Regions from separate parts of the Sus scrofa genome. Here region 1 is linked to region 2. A link is a contact called in public Hi-C data. All regions are on one chromosome and are shown on one strand. Each heading gives the region's core, a stretch centred on a gene start, on an enhancer-like site or on the middle of the called end of the contact. The rest is flanking DNA. Distances are from core to core; before and after follow the strand shown.

The links. A called contact is a pair of places that touch in the nucleus more often than the background predicts.
Region 1: a contact with region 2 is called in a Hi-C map of mesenteric adipose tissue, with 2.3 times the contacts expected there. The contact joins two enhancer-like sites. A contact is called at or near these places in 5 of 47 Hi-C or Micro-C datasets (brain, embryonic fibroblasts, mesenteric adipose tissue and 2 more) and 1 of 2 datasets of contacts at active chromatin or transcription factors (skeletal muscle).

Annotation. Positions count from the first base shown.
Region 1 is chr10:10,713,815-10,717,778 of Sscrofa11.1, forward strand. All of the region lies in intron 1 of LOC110255633 (a long non-coding RNA gene), which reads left to right. Among named protein-coding and RNA genes, the nearest start is that of DUSP10, 190 kb to the right of the region's middle. Within about 2 kb of position 2,292, at least 24 of the 83 cell types and tissues checked have an H3K27ac peak or open chromatin away from gene starts, as enhancers often do. A contact at or near this core is called in mesenteric adipose tissue, where this site is marked.
Region 2 is chr10:10,572,595-10,576,610 of Sscrofa11.1, forward strand. No RefSeq gene overlaps it. Among named protein-coding and RNA genes, the nearest start is that of HLX, 310 kb to the left of the region's middle. Within about 2 kb of position 2,422, at least 13 of the 83 cell types and tissues checked have an H3K27ac peak or open chromatin away from gene starts, as enhancers often do. A contact at or near this core is called in mesenteric adipose tissue, where this site is marked.

The sequences.
Region 1 (3,964 bases), core at 1,042-3,541, 140 kb after region 2:
ATGGGAAAAAAAAATTCATTTAGTCTTTTGACATGGCTGTAACATATACTCTGGGGGTTTTAAGAATGCTTTTCAGAGGAAACAGAGATGGATCCTCTCCATGTCATTCTAGCCAAGGTTCACCTAAGCATTTAGAGGTTTCCCTTCCAGTTTTGTGCTGCTCTTATTTCTTCCTCTATGTTCATTCATCACCAAGAGCTATGCTTGGAGAGAAAGGGGTTTTAGTTGCAGAACTTGCTTCCTGTTAATTCTTCCATCCCAGAACATTTTGGAAACAGATGTAATGACTTAAGTGTAATAATAAGAGTAAAATAATTATATCCAGACAACTGAAGCCAAGTGAAAATAATTTTACAAAGCAAATTTCTATTCTCCCTTTTATAGAACGGGTATAAAAATCCTTGCCTCTCTGTTTGCATCCATTAGTTTAAGTGATATTGGCCAGATGATTTACATGGTGATTTTAGGTAAATCTCCTCCACTGTAATATGACTCAGTAGTTCACATATTTGAATAACAATGCTCTCTAAACATAGCAACTGAATAATAAAAGAGTATTATGTGACCCAAACACAGAAATCTGTTTTATATACCACAAATATCGGCAGCATTAAAGATTTCCACTTTATTCTATAGGTCTGGAAGTGTATTTCAGAAGTAAATTGCACAGTTCCATTCACTGTATTCACTGGTATAGTCATTATTTGAGTGAATTGTTTCTTTTTTTTTCTTTTTCTTAGGGCCGCACTCAAGGCATTTGGAAGTTTCTGGCTAGAGATTAAATCAGAGATGCAGTTGCCAGCCTACACCACAGCCACAGCAACACTGGAGCAGAGCCACACCTATGACCCACGCTTCAATGTGCAGCAACACCAGATCTTTAACCCAGGGAGCAAGGCCAGGGATCGAACCTGCATCCTCATGGATACTAGTCAGGTTCTTAACCCACTGAGCCACAACAGGAACTCCAGAGTGGACTGTTATTTTATCCTCAGCATGAAGTTCACAGTAGGCAGTAAATAAACATTGGTCATATTAGTAACAAATGGCATAGGTAATTGTGTTATTAAACACAAAAGTTGGAAGGAAACAGAGCTGTAATCAATATATCTAAAAATATTTGAGGGTCTAGAAATGACAGACCACCAGCATTGGTGAGGGCTGAGGGCTTGTTTTGCTCCTGTTCCAAATACCTTTATGTGTCTAGTCACTTGAGAAACTAATTTGAATGTCCCAAAGATATCAAAAATAATAAAACCAAGCAAAAATGAACAGCAATGACAGAAAAGGAAGTTTTGGATTCAGCACTGTGCTTTGATATACAGTATGTTTATCTCCGTTCCCTCCCAACACCCCACTGAAGCGGCTATATTAAGATAGCACAGTTCTTTCCCATAAAGTACCTCTCCTGGACTAGCTGACTGTTTTACTCTCATGGATGTGTAATTTCACTAAAGCAGAGACAAGGACATCTAGGGCTCTCAGAAACATCCGTGTTTTGTCCAGCAAGAGTGAAGAGGGAGGATTTCTGATGGTAATTATCTTCTGTGTAACAGACTAACTAAGTACCTAAAGAGATAGCCATGAACCTGCTCAATCAGGGGACAGCAAGAGCAGTACTTCCTCCCGAGCATGGACTCGTGGGCATCATGTATGCCTTCCCAACCCCACTAGAGTTACCAGATCAGGTAACTAGGTAGTTATCGCTCTCAATTCTGGGCAGAAAGAAATAAAATCTCATTTTTACACTTCAAAAGAGAGATATTTTTCAACCATCTCAGAGCCAAGGGTTGAAATTGAAATGCTGCTAAGGCAGAAACTGAACCATCACGCCCCACTCCAGAATAGGAAGCCAGCTGAGAAGAGAATTTGTCTATTTTTACAAAAGAAAGATTTCTGGGAGCATAAACCTGTTTGCACACTAAGAACATTGAATTTTACAAACACCAGACGAGGTTTTGGAAGAGGACAAGTCTTTTTTTTTTTTTTTTTTTTTTTTTCACCATTTTCCAAATCATTGGCCACTGAACTGCCTTAATTTGTTCTCCCAGACATCAGAAGATAAACACAAGGAGAGAATGATTACTCCTACTTAGATGAGGGACTGAAAATTATTCCTTTGGCTCTGAGACTTCATTTTATATGTGCACATTTATACCCACTTGCAGCAACATCTAGAAAATTGCTTTAGTTTTAAAAACAATCTGGCAGTCAAGTGGTGCCTCACCCCAGCAAGACTGCTCGTGTGAAGACAGACACCTGGTGGTGAATGTGTAGAACTGCAGGCCAGGACAGAATTCTTTGAGGACGGCTCCCCCTCCACCTCCCACCCCCATTTCCCCTCCTCTTTCTGGGTACAGACTGCTGTTGACCGTGGACATACTGCAGCTGTAGGAAAGTGAGTCTCAAGTTCAAGTCAAGAGATTTCCAGAACAGTTACATCAGCTCCATGAAAGCTCCGGGTCACAAGTTCTCTAAATTATTTAGAAAGCTGAGCAACGGAGCATGCTAACCATTTTTAAAAGCTACTAAAATCGCTCAACCAAGAAGCTGAACAGGAGCCTCAGTGTTTGAGAGTAAAGTTTAATCTCCACCTAAAAAGTTCTGGACTTCCTCTGTCAGGATAATGAGCTTCTGTTTTCTTTGGGGGAATAAAAACGAAGTGTCGATTCCTTTGGCACCACAAAAAAACACACACAAAAAAACAAGCATGTCGAGCTTCTAAATATGGCCCTGCCCCTGAGCTGATCCTGCCTCCATCCAAGTGTTTTTCTCCAAATCGAATCCCCCCAAGAGAAAAACACGTAACTGAAAGACACGGAAAGCCAATCCCTCTTTCTGGTTGCTCCTAGCTCCTAGTTTTGTTCTCTTTAATTTTTAAGTCTGGAGATAAGCTTCTAGAAGCCTACTGAGAGTAGTCCCTGAATTTCCTCGGCATGTACTTGATTTCAGACAGAGGATGGGATCAAATCATGGGCCCTCATTGTCATCTTTGTAGGAGGAAGGGAGGAGGAAAGACGCAGTGCGTCTTCAGGTTGGACCAGGGAGTCTGTTACGTGACACAGGGAAGGGCTGGGGGGGTCTCTGATTTCTCCTGCATCTGCTGATTTCTCAGCTGACTTCCTCAGAGAAAATCCCAGGCACTGCTGCTCCTGAAATGACAAGCTGTGTGGTCAGGATGGCCTTGGTCCAACTTTATCAGGCTTTTGCTGTGTGCCAGGCAGTTTCAAGTCGCATCACACGTGTTTCAGGGGGGCCCTCATGGACACACAGCATCCCGCCCTGGGTCCACCATCCTGTTTCTAAATCACACACACGTACCCGTACACGCCGTAACTCGGAAATAAAGGCCTTCTCTGATAGTCAGAGGCCGACTGCTCCATTTTCCCTTTTTTGGCCGCCCCAGGCCAGGTATCGGAGCTGAGCTGCAGCTGCCACCTCCACCACCACCGCTGCAGCCACACCAGCTCCTAGCCCACTGTGCGGGGCTGGGGATCGAACCTGCATCTCAGTGCTCCTAAGACACCACCGATCCTTTTGCCCCATGGCAGGAGTTCCATTTTTTATTTACTACCACAAAGAAGATGGGAAAAGGTGTCATAAATCCTCCTGTGTTACAAGAGAAGACGCATCACTCCGGGGGAATGAAGCTCTGTGGGCGATGTCCCCACCTCCCACCCTCAGGCACGGTAGCAAGGACTTTCGAAAAGAGTAGGAGAGGCCTGAGGAAGAGGTTTCCTGAAGCCACAACGAGAAACATTGAAATTTCAGATAGCAATCCTCCCTCCTCCCGAAGCCCTTATGCGTAAATGTATTTCAGGATTCATATTTCTTCAGACGCTGGGTAGGTAGCAGAGGCCACACACAGCGTGGTACGTAATAGCCCAGTTCAGGTCACAAGTAACACACCTGTGAGTCTGACACACGAAAACACCTGTTTATCTGACTTTTTAAAAAAACTTCA
Region 2 (4,016 bases), core at 1,172-3,671:
TTGTATATTAGTTATAGTAAATGCCTTAATTTATTTATACAAACAATTTGCTAAAATAAAAGTATAATATTATGTATTTCCCAGTTTGTTATCTTCAGTGTTTTGAGTTTGTTGATTTTTTGCACAACATTTCGTCTTATATTTATGCAGAAAATTTTATTATATTTTATGGTTTCTGAATTTTCTGTTATACTTGGAATAGGTCTCTCCATCACAAAATTATAAAAGTATTCAATGATATTTTCCTAGTGCTTTTATGTTTGCATTTCTTTTTACTTAAATACTTGATTCATTCAAAATTTATATTGGAATGAGGAGTGAGTTGGGATGCAGCTTAATTTACTTTATAAATTACTTACAGATTTTTTCCGACATTATTATAAGCATACGCCATCTTTTTTTTGCACTGATTTGAAATCCCCCCTTTAATATATGCTAAGTTTACATGTATGTTGGTATTACTTTTCTACTCAGTTCCACTCCTGCCCCCAAATTAGATTGTTTTAGTGATGATGATTTTGTAGTTAATTTTAGTATCTGTTAGGGTAAGTACCCCTCCCCCATTAATCTTCCTTCCCAGAATTTTCTTAGCTCTTTCTTCTCGTTCATTCTTTCAGCCACATTTTAAAATTATTTTTCAAGTTAAAAACATTTATTGAGATTTTGATTGGGATGGTAGAATTCTATAATTTTTTTTGTAGATCGCTTTAGGGAGAATTGCTGCCTTTAAAGATTGAGCTGAAGCTCTAACTGAAAGGTATTAGACCTCTCCTGAAAACACAGCATCATTGTTATGATTGCTATGACTGTGTTGCATCTGTGGCAATTGCCTTTTCAGCATTTAGTCTTCTCTTTGCCCTGCACCTCTTCATCCACCTCCACCCTCCCCTCCCCACCAGCAGAAATTGCCGAGGACCTTAAAATAGGCAATTTCCAGTACATTGTCTTGAACTTGAGCTTTCTTCTTTGATTGGCTCTGCTTGAGCTGCTCCCCAGAGCTGGGGAAGGGCTGTGAATAAGCTCCACGTCTTGGCTCCCAGAGGGGAATTGGGTATAAAACCGCACACTGGCATCCGGATTGGTCCTCGACATCTGTAACTTTCCAGCCCGTTGTAAGACTCTTCCACGAGCAAGCCACTGGGCGTGTTTTTCCCCCAATCTGAGACCTATTTCACGTTCGCGCACCTTTGTTTTACAGCACCGTTGCCAAGTTTATGGCTTTCTTGCTTGAGCCGCTTGTTCCAATTGCATCTAATATTTCATCAAGTGTGGTAAAGGAACCATGAGAATGAACGGATGCTCCTCCTGAGCCATCCGAAGCAGACACCGCCAGATTGCTGTAAAATGGTTTTCCTTTTTATCCCTTCTGAATTGTAATATGTTTCTGAGGCCAAATTCTTCTGGGAAACATTATGACTATTTAAGGTCTCCAAACTTTATGCTTCAGTACAAAAGGCCTAAGGGTGAGGATTTTAAATGGATGAAGTGGAGAAATTTGCACTTCCTTAAGCAAACATATAGCATTTCCTTCCATGTGTCAGAAATGAAAACAAAAAATACAAACTAATTTGTCATGAAATTTTCCCTTTTATAATTCCCTCTTTGGTGCTTTTTCAACCTAACAAGTCATATTTTCTCTTCTTTCGTGTCAGGTTTATAGCTTTGCTGGTCACAGTTTCAATAACCGTGATGGACGATCTTCTGTTCTATATATCATGTACAAGTATTCAGCTTAAAAGTATCTTTGTGTTCACAGCTTGCTTTCTGTCACCTCCCCGATGCCCCCTCCCCGCCGCATACGCACATGCGTTACATTATATGCGCGGAGAGCTTTGGGGAAAGCTCATATTTAGGAACATTAAGCAAGCAGAGGATGGCTGCTTATTTGGGCTGAGCCTGACCTCACTATGAAATGAGGCAAATTGTCATATTTATGACTCGAGGCAAGTCAATAATATATTGGTGTTCACATGTGAAAACACATTTAGTCCCCAACATGTGGCCTCACTTTGTTTTTCTCCTGAGCAGTAGGTTTCACCTAAGCATGCCTTTCTCTCTCTTCTGCTTCTTTTCTCCCTCCCTCCCTCCTTCCCCTCTTCTTTCCTTTCCTCCTTCCTCTTTTCGTGCTTTCTTCTCCTTCTTTCTTTTCTGAGCCCCGAGTGAACTCGTTGGAATTTAGAGCACTTATGTGCAGTGTAAAAAAGCCCTTTCTTCAGATATAACGAAAATTATTATTCCCCTTGCCCTCTTGTTTCTGTTTGCTAGACCCAGGCTTAACCACACACACAGAGCCACACACTGAAAAAAAATTATACTGCCGGATAAACACTATTCACAACTCTTGCCTGGAAATCTGATCCTTGGGTCCTTTGGAATCTGAGTCAGTGTCATTTGTTTTTCTTGCTACGCTGCGCCTCTGTAAATTACAGCACGACAAAGGAAGGTCATGTGGTTTCTGATTTACTGTGGAGAACATGGAGGGGGGAGAGCATCAGAGCCGCCATTGAGCATCAAACACCAGAAAAACCTTACTGTGAAAGTCTTTATTATTTCTCAGTTTGCTCAGTGGTACCTTTCTGTCCCCCCGACTACAAGGCCCCCATGTCCTTGAATCTATTTTTATAACGACTCCGTGTTGCACGTGGGATTTAGGTTAGAAAATCTCAACATCCCTTCTCTTCTCCCCAGTGTGTCCTGGAAATTAGGTTTCTTCCTGGTTTTCTAGTGGGTGCGGATGTGTCAAGGTTTTAGGCAGCCCTTTCTAAACCCCATCTTTTTTCCCTGTTTCCTTGTCTGTGGATCCCAGTTTGGACTCCACTGGCTCTTTCGTGGCTGACCCCGTCTTCCGTCCAACATTGTGACACACGAAGGGTCAGAGTGCTCTTTTAGGAGGAAGAGTCCTGCTCTGGGAATGGCCTCAGAAATGCTGGCAGGGTCTTTGCTAGCTGCTGTCATTCTCGACTTTCCTCACCAGTTGAACAGTAGTTGCAAGGTGTCAGAACCGCCATCTAGACTGAGCCGACTGTGCGGATGCTGAGTGTGTCGTAAACACGTTAGTCACTACTGAGGTCAGCAGTTCCTTCTTAGCTTTGCTCTATGCGATTCTAAGTAACTGGTGGGGATGAATTTTCCACTTTTGATGCTTTGGATTCAGGAGGGTTCAATTGGTAAAGCACGGATCTGGGCACCAGGAGATGGGTTTTAGAAAAACCGTCGTGTGGCTTCCTTCCGGGCCCCAGGGAGCTGCCAGTTACTTTCTCTTAGTCTCTGTTCCTCCCGGTGATTTGAAAGGATTGGTTCTCTCTGAGGTCACTTCCATGATAACATTCGACGCCATCTCTGTTGCTGTTGTTGCTTTTGTTGTTTAAGGAGGGAGTTGAGTAGGATGTGCTTATGCTTCCATTTTAGGATTGGGTAGGATTTTCTTATCCTGCTGTTTTCAACTTATCCTCTGTGGCAAAGAACAGAACTGTTTTCCCCTTAATCCATGGGGGCGGGGGGAGGATAAGACTCAAGAGCAACGTACTTCCCATAAATGTTGAAAAGATGAGGGACTAGCCCTGTCTCCACAGAGCGTAAAACAAAGCAAGACCTGGCAGCTCTCCAGTTCATTTGATTTCAGTTAAACAGGGATGCATTTTTTATGTTTTATTTTTGGCTTTGACACGAGTCATAGAGTTTGGGGGAAAGTTGAAATTAGTTGCAATTACGGATCCTTTTAAAGACAACTTACAGTATCCAGAATTCTGGTTGTGTGACTAATTTCTCCTTTAAAAAAAGATGTTGCATGTGGGTAAAGATATCTGACCACGAAGTATGCATTTATAATGTGTTTACTGCAGTAAATGATCATGCTGCAAAAGCTGGGCTCAAGCTTAGTGTAGGGACTTGATTTATCCGTTTGTTCTCATATTAAAAATTCATATCCCCTGGCTATAGAATCTAGATTTACACTCAAACAGAATAGATTTATGATAGCAGGATTCATATTTTTTTTGCCTTTGTGTACAAGTAGC